2 separate regions of the Mus musculus genome follow, and region 1 is linked to region 2. The links are chromatin contacts, called in public HiChIP or PLAC-seq maps. All regions are on one chromosome and are shown on one strand. The core of a region is the stretch at or near the end of the contact, and the rest is flanking DNA. Distances in the headings are between cores, read along the strand shown.

The links. HiChIP or PLAC-seq counts read pairs in DNA pulled down with a chosen protein or histone mark.
Region 1: an H3K27ac HiChIP or PLAC-seq map of cardiomyocytes shows a contact between it and region 2, with 5 times the contacts expected there. The contact joins two enhancer-like sites. A contact is called at or near these places in 2 of 115 datasets of contacts at active chromatin or transcription factors (cardiomyocytes and embryonic stem cells).

The regions. Positions count from the first base shown.
Region 1 is chr4:106,261,134-106,265,199 of GRCm38.p6, forward strand. It overlaps Gm12724 (predicted gene 12724), which reads left to right. Exons shown (of 5, transcript NR_151521.1): 3 at 2,607-2,692. The region is part of intron 2 of Gm52671 (a long non-coding RNA gene); the gene reads right to left. Among named protein-coding and RNA genes, the nearest start is that of Gm12724, 26 kb to the left of the region's middle. Within about 2 kb of position 2,093, at least 30 of the 459 cell types and tissues checked have an H3K27ac peak or open chromatin away from gene starts, as enhancers often do. A contact at or near this core is called in cardiomyocytes, where this site is marked.
Region 2 is chr4:105,276,925-105,281,137 of GRCm38.p6, forward strand. No RefSeq gene overlaps it. Among named protein-coding and RNA genes, the nearest start is that of Gm40217, 40 kb to the right of the region's middle. Within about 2 kb of position 2,302, at least 39 of the 459 cell types and tissues checked have an H3K27ac peak or open chromatin away from gene starts, as enhancers often do. A contact at or near this core is called in cardiomyocytes, where this site is marked.

The DNA of each region.
Region 1 (4,066 bases), core at 843-3,342, 980 kb after region 2:
GGGTAACACATAGCTGTAACCCAGTTCAGGGAGCTGGATCGTGAGAATGGCAAGTTCAAGGTCAGCCTAGGCCGTTACAAAGATCCTGTCTCAGACAACTAAAGATGAAAATGACAAGGAGTGCTTGAAAGCAGAAGAGCAGAGTAGCATCACGGAGGTGGAGACGTACAGAGAAGAGTGTCAACATTTCCTGAATTTTTATGAGGTGTCAGGACACTGCACACATTAATTCCTGTAATATTCACAGCAGTGGAAGTGTAATCCCCTCCGTTTCACTCTGGAGGAATCTGATGCTCCGAGCCCTTGAGAAACATGACCAGGCTGGAGAGTGGAAAAGATTGGCTCTTAACTGACCTGACCCTGAAGCTCACATTCTTTTAATCAGGACCGCCCACATGCCTTCCCCACAGCTAGTGCCAAAGAAAGCATAGATGTCACTGTGGTGGTCCATGTTAATTTAAATGTTAATTTAAGCTAGATTGGCCAGTGTGAGGGAACTCTGACCACATCTGGGGGAAATTATCTTGATTTTTTTTTAAATTGAGATGGAAAGACCCTCCCACTGTGGGCGTCACCATTCCCTGGCTGGGATCTCTGACTATGAGTGGAGAAAGGCAACTGAGAAGCAACATTCTTCTTTCTTCCTTCTTTCTTCCTCCTCCTCCTCCTCCTCCTCCTTCTTCTTCTTCTTTAAGATTTATTTATTTATTATATGTAAGTACACTGTAGCTGTCTTCAGACACCCCAGAAGAGGGCATTAGATCTCATTATGGATGGTTGTGAGCTACCATGTGGTTGCTGGGATGTGAACTCAGGACCTTCAGAAGAGCAATCAGTGCTCTTAGCCACTGAGCCATCTCTCAAGCACAGCTTTCTGCTTCTTAACTCTCCCTGCAATGTGGCCAGTGGCTCCCAGCTCCTGCTGCCCCTACCTCCCTGCCATGATAGACCATAGCCCTGGTCCCTGAACTAGAACAAACCCGGTTTCCTTTTAACTGCTTTGTTGGAGTTTTGCCATAGCAACAAAAGGGAAACTAAAGCATGTACCTTCTCAGCTAATGTCCATGGTTCCCAAATTACAGAGGCTTTGCTAAGATTTCAAGCATCCAAGGTCCACAGCTGGGAAGCTCACTCCAAAACTGCTGTAGGCAGACCAAGTTCAATGCCTTTTAGAGCTCAGCATTCAATGTAAATGTGTCAGCTGTGTGGTGGGGGGAGGTAGGGCTTCAGTCACACTGCTTTCTATTCACACCTCTGAGTTACCTTGGAGTAGTAACAAATTAAGCCAGAATTGGCTCTTCGCACTGAATGATTTTAGAAAGCTTGCTTTGCTTCTGCAGCTTGGATAATTTCAAGTGCCAAAAAAGGAAGCAGATCTGATGGAAACCGCATGTAAAGAAGGTGCATACATTACTATAAGATCCTGCAAGCTGGATTCTTTTTTCAGAAACCCCCTTTCATCCATTTTTTTTTTATCCCTCTAGCTTTTTGACAACTACAAGGAAGACAGTAAGGGTAAAAATAAAAATATTTTAATTGCTATTTCTAGCCCCCCCCCCACAAAAGCCATTTATGATAAATGTGTCTTTTACATTGCAAGGTAATTTCTACCAAGAAAACAAACAAATCCACATGCTTTGAGAATTGACATTTGAGGGAGAATTGGCATTTAGCAAGTTTAAAAATAGAAACTCCAGTAGATACAGCATCTGCCAATTAAACATGTGAATCCACATTCAGGCTTGCTGCACTGGGGAAACTGCCCAGGTTATTGGACTATTCAATAATGCCCTATTTTTAGGGCTGGGGAGCCAAGAAAACAAGCTGGCTTCAGCGTCTCATTAAACAGAGTACAAGGGCTTCCACAATACATCCCTATAGTGCCCAGAAATAAGAACCTAGAGGACAGAGCATGTTTTTCTGTGACAAAGCCACTATGTTACAACTTTTATAGGCAGCTGAGATTAATAGGAAGTGGGTTGAGTGGCAGCTGTGTCCTTTCTCATTGAGATAGTAGAGTCACGAATGGTTGTCACCAAGAGGACCTTAGGGATGACCTGCTACGGGACATGTGATGTTTGTTGGCTGTCTAGTGTGGTTGCCCTCTGATCCCCACTCTGGGAAACTAAACTCTCTACCATAGAAATGTAGTCTGTCTCATTCCCCCCAGAAGCTGTTTTCTTAGTCTCCTGGCAGCCAGGACTCAACTCTATAACCCGGCTTTGGGAGTCATTTGCATCTGTTCAGCTTTTGGGATGAAGAGTTGGTGACACAGGAGAGGAGGTACGGGGGCTGGGGGTACACGCAGGTGAAATTTTTTTCTGAGTATAGCAGCAAAACCTGAAGCATCCACTTCCTGAGGGCAATGGGGCAATGTTGCCGACAGAGGTGCCAGATGCCACCTCCTGGCACAGGCAAGCTGAGATGCTCCACCGGCAACAGCTAAGTGCCCACACTGACCTTGGTGGAGTCTGGCTCTGGTCTGCCTGTGCTGCCTTCCTTATTCCTCCCTCTCTGTGAGTCTGGTTCTTCAGGCTTCCTGGTAATCGAATGAGCTAGCCAATACCCTTTCAACCTGCTGATTTTTTTTTCTTCATTTTGCCCAGGGACAATATCTTTACACTAAGAGTCTGAATGACTATAAGCCGGCCATGCCTGATTAATGCTAGGACATACATCATAAATCAAAAAGGTAGGTGCAAGTTTGGTTTTAAAAAATTAGACAATCATTGTTACTCTTCAGATGAAATCAAGAGTGAGAGGGGAAGAACTGTGGCCAACTGCAAGCAGACCAGGCCTAGAAGTTAGGTCCTGACTCCCATTCATTGTGTGTGATGGTTTGTATATGCTTGGCCCAGGGAGTGGCACTATTAGAAGGTGTGACCTTGTTGGAGTATGTGTGTCACTGTGGATGTGGGCTTTAAGACCCTCATCCTAGTTGCCTGGAAGCCAGTATTCTGCTAGCAGCTTTCAGATGAAGATGTAGAACTCTAAGCTCCTCCTACGCCATGCCTGACTGGATGCTACCATGCTCTCACCTTGATGATAATGGACTGAACCTCTGAACCTGTAAGCCAGCCCCAATCAAATGTCCTTATAAGAGTTGCCTTGGTCATGGTGTCTGTTCACAATAGTAAAACCCTAACTAAGACAGTGTGCTTAACCTCTGTGTGGCCCAGCCTTACAAGGGAGAGAAAGTGCCTATGCACTCTGCCCCTAACAATGCGTTCCTGTTCCACAGGTCCACAGGTCACCATGCCTTCCTGACCATTCTTCAACTAAAGCTACTTCCCTTCAGTCACTTTCTCTTTAGACCTCCAGCTCACAAGTAATCTCTAATGTTCCTTCTTTCATTCCCTTCTTTCTTCTTTTCTTCCAAAAAAAGAGGGAAAAAAAGTCTTACCGCATACCTAGCACCAGCTATGTCACCTATAATGAGGGAAATACAAACCAACCCAAATATCAACAACATTCATGTTAAAGAAAAGCATTAATCAAATAATTACACAAATAATTGAAAACTGAAAATTAGGAAGGAGAGAGTAATTGCTATTATTATGTCAGCACCAGGGGTCTTATTTAGCCCAAATTCAAAAAAGGACCCTTAAAGATGCATAGGCTTAGCTCGGATCCAAAAGTGGGCTGACTGGGCGAACAGAAGGAAAGAGGATTTCCAGAGAGAAGGACTAAGTGTGCAGATCCTGAGCAGAAAATACACAAAGCTCAAGCAGCTGAAAGCCAGTGCAGACAGCAAGACAGCAAGGGGTGGGAAGGACGGAGATTGGGGGACAAAGCACTCTGGGCTTGAGAAAGATTTTGCCTTGACCCTCAGGGAAGCAGGAAGTCACCAAAGACTCCTGAATAAAGGGATAATATGGTTTCATGGTATTCTTTTTTTTAATTTACTTATTTTTATTTTTCCTTGCTTGAGAATTTCATGCAAGCATATTTTCTTGAAATCCACTCAATTCCATCCTTTCCAATCCTCCTGGGTCACCCTCACCACTGTTGTCTTCCAATTCCTCCGTGTGTGTTTTTTTTATTAGTTTAAACCCCACCCCCCACC
Region 2 (4,213 bases), core at 1,052-3,551:
AGCTGGAAAATGGTGCTGGCTCCTGTCACCTGCCTCCTAACTCAGAGCACAGATGGATAGGAAGAGCAAGGGCCTTAGAGCCTAAAGAAGTGGGTTCGTGCCTGTAATATCAGCCTGCTCTGGGAGATGTGGCAGAAAAAAAAAAATCACAGGTTTGGGGTCAAAACTGGACAAACTAGCAAGGTTCCATCTCAAAAATAAAAGAATCAAGAAGAGGGCTTGGAGACGTAGCTCAGTGGTAGAGCACTGGCTTAGCACACACAAGACTCTAGGTCCAACCGCTAATGCTGCAGACAAACAGGCAAAGCCAAGCAGGCTGTACTTCAGCTCTTTATGGCGGTGGCTCATGCCGGTCCTCGCTTCTCACTGAAGGTGACTACTTTACTCACATTGTTTTAAGACGATAGCGTCTGACACTAAGGATGAGGTTTTAAAAGGTGGGTAAAGTAGCTGGGTGTCAGAAATAGCTTTGCTGAGGACTCAGGTCAGACAGTGCACATAAATTTAAATAAGGCAAACACAAAAGATATCAACAGCAAAAGAGAAAACAGATGCAGCAGCCAGCCTTCTGTGACAGGAGGATGGCTTAGTTAACAGTGGCAGGATGGCTAAGTTAATGGAGGCACATCAGTTTAACAGAATGCTATGCAGACAATAAAGATATAAAACTTTAACTCTAGCATGCTCCCAGATTCCCAAGAAGGAAGACTGGAGGAAAGCAAGCGAGCACCAGTAGCAACGATCTTAACAGACAGGAGATGGCCTGTGCATCAGTCTGAATGCACACACAGTTTGTCTTTCCATTTCCCAATTCCATAACGAGCAGAAGTTGTTTTGAAAATTAATGCCAAAATATGGCACTCATAAAGGGGCGCAAGGAACCCCTCATTGGCCTAGAGAGCAATTAATGCTCTTTAAAATCCTTTATCTCTGTCTTTAAGCATTATTTGGGGGTGTGGGGTGTCAAAGTGCCATCTCAGGATCCAGCACTCATCTCTTCCAGTTACTGTTTGGAATAGAAAGCTGTGGCAGCAGCAGAGGGAGTACGGGAGTACTTGGTGCGCCCAAGCCAAGGTGTCCCTCTGAGAAATCACGCCACACGACAGACCTGACATAAGGAAGTTTATCATGGATGAAGGGAAAGGAACAGGGGTGGAAAGGGGTAGAGGCAGAGGAGGGAGGGCAAAGAAAGGTGGGGCACAGAAGGAGGGAGAGAGAAAGAGAGAGAGGGGAAGGGGGAGGGAGAGCGAGAGACTTTGTGGGAATGCATGGGAACACAGAGGGTATGGGGGAAGTTAGAGAGAAAGAGAGGTCGGGGTATGGAGCAGCCATCTTCATTCTCTTTCTATGCTGCCATTCCTGGCTCGCACTTGACCGGCAGGCAATTGCTGCACCTGACTCTCAATTGGCCAGCAACGGTGTTGGTGATGCTGTAAACTGTTGCTAGGCCGTTGTTGGGAGGAGCCTAGCAGAATTGTCTGTAAGCCAATCGGGATTTGACTGGGTTCGAAGAAAAAAGCTTGAACAGTATAGTAAAGCTGGTCCCTAGGAATTGCCTGGGCTCAAGCTACCAATTGGATGTGCTGATATGATCTTAAAAACAAAGCCAAAGCCAAACCAAAACAACAACAAACCGCAAACAAACAAAAAATACCTCAAACAAACCAAAGTACCCAACACCCCGTTTAACATGTCACCCGGGAAGTAGGACAATGAGAAAGTGACCTCAAGGAAAAAAAAACTTCACTAGTTGAGGGAAGTTAGCTGTTCCCAGCATACCAGAACAGGGCAGGTGGCCAGAGGAATGCTTGTGGCCTAAAATACCAGTGGGTGATCTGGGGACAAATGAACCTCATGGGTACAGTTTCCAAAGTTAGGTCTCTGATAGCAGTGCCACGGACTTCCTCTCAGACAGCTGTTGGTACCCTTTCTGAGGGACAGTAGGAGAGGGTGGGGAGGAGAGTGTTCTAGAGTTGCCCTGCTTTCCCCTCAGCAGCAATGGCAGAAAGCTAAGGCCCTGGTGAGCCCGTTCTGAGAACGTCATGTTCTCTGCTCCCTTCTCAGGTTGTTCCCAGCATGTCAGAGTGAGCAACTCAAGGTAGGACTCGGTGAGAACAAAAAGACACAGGATTTACGGTGTGCAACGAGCTTTTTGTTATCTTGGAGAACACTTAAGATCTGGCCAAGATCATTGAGGCAGCAAGGCAGGCTTAAAACCAAGGAATCTAAAGCCGAGGGCAAGAACCAGTGACTGTTGAGTCCCAAACCTCCCCATGGACTCCTGCCAAAGGCATGGTCCGTGGATCTGCTCAGCGTGTGCCAAGTGCCAGGCTCTGAAGAAACTTGGATATGCTATTTCATCTGCTAGGGCCGGATGATGTTTTGCCTAAATTAGCGGCTCTCAACCTGGGGGTGACAACCGACTTGGGGATCGACTGACCCTTTCAGAAGGGTTGAATATCAGATATCCTACATATCAGATAGTTACATTGCAATTTATAACATTAGCAAAGTTACAGTTGCTAAGTGGCATTGGTTGAGGGGTCACCACAACATGAGGAACTGTATTAAAGGGTCACAGCACTAGGAAAGTTGAAAATCACTGCTCTAAAGCCTTGTGCTGAGGGTCTCATCTCCAGGGTTTCCATATTTGTCCCTTATTCAGTATGACTGGTGTCTTGTAAGAAAGGGCAACTGGCTTATGTTGTTAGTTCCAGCTCAAGAAGAAGAGGCAGGAAGACCTCTGTACATTAAAGGACAGTCTGGTCTAAGCCATCCAGAGCTGTCTCAAAAACAAAATAAACCAAAACCAAAACCAAACAACAACAACAACAAAATCAATAAGTGTGTGTTCTGTCTTGACCACAGACTTCCAGCCCCAGGGGCTGTGAGAGCGTGTGTTTCTGTGATTTAAGTCACTAGGCTGTGGCACCTGGCTATGGCAACCTTAGAATACACTGTTCTACCTGTTGCCTTGATGGCAAGGAACTGGCTTCAAGTGACAAAGAGAAAGCAGCTGCCAGGAGTGGTGACATAGCTTGGCCCAGGGGTAACAGTTAATGAGACTTGATTAGAAGCCAGTTCTCCTTGGCTGGGAAACCTGGGACTTGAACTTTGCTCTGAGAAGTAAGAGCATTTAAGTGAATGTTGCTGGGCAAACTGCAAATGCTCGCTGAATGAACATGACGTGCCTTGTTTTTGCGGTGGCAGAGGTCAGTCCCTTCATAGAGAACTGCAGACAAAGCCTGGCCCTCAGAGAGAGAATCTTGCCATACTCTGCCCTCCAATATCGGAGGCCTATCTTCCAGCTAGAAAAAGGTGTTTTGTTTTGTTTTGTTTTGTTTTGTTTTGTTTTGTTTTGTTTTGAGGCAGGATTTTTCTGGGTAGCCCTGGCTGTCCTGAGACTCACTCTATAGACCAGACAGGCCTCTGCCTCCTGAGTGTTGGAATTAAAGGTGTGCACCACCACTGCCCAGCTTTGAGAAGGGTTTTGTTTTGTTTTGTTTTGTTTTGTTTTGTTTTGTTTTGTTTTGTTTTGTTTTGTTTTTATCTAACAGGACACTGTGGGGCTGAAAGCAGGGCAAACAAACCTGTTTATTTCCACTTACCTCAAGGAAAGGTTTGACGGCCGGCAAAGGTCTCTCCCAGGCTTTGAATGCTAGGTTACACATCCTGTACCATCCTGGTGACTCTGCTCTCAGGTTCCAGGTGATATCTCCGGGAACTTCCCTGCCTGCTTACAGGCAATCTGATACCATTCAATGCCACCAACACTTATCTACTTTCAGCCTTCCTACACTCTGTCCCTATCCCCGCTTAAAGGTGACTCAGTCCTTAGATGGTGGCTCAGTCACCACTTCCTCTGGAAGTTGTTCTCATCCTGGATCGACTTCTTCCATTACAGGGTGGGTTAGCTGCTGCATTCCTAGCCCCAAACCCTGCTCTGTACTTGGTGAGCTCTCAGCTCATATTGGGTATAAATATTGATATATAGTCTTTTTAATTTTTAAAAAAGCTTTAATTAATTAATTTTAATTAGTTAAGTGTGTGCACATGTGTGTGTAGATGCCTGCGGAGGCCAAAGGTGACTGGTTTCTGGGGTGGCACATGGTTGACAGCTGCCCAACCTCTGGATCCTCTGTAGGAGGAGCTCACTCAGTCTTAAGGTTTGGCCCATCTCTCAATACAGGGATGAGCCCTCTGACTGCACTGT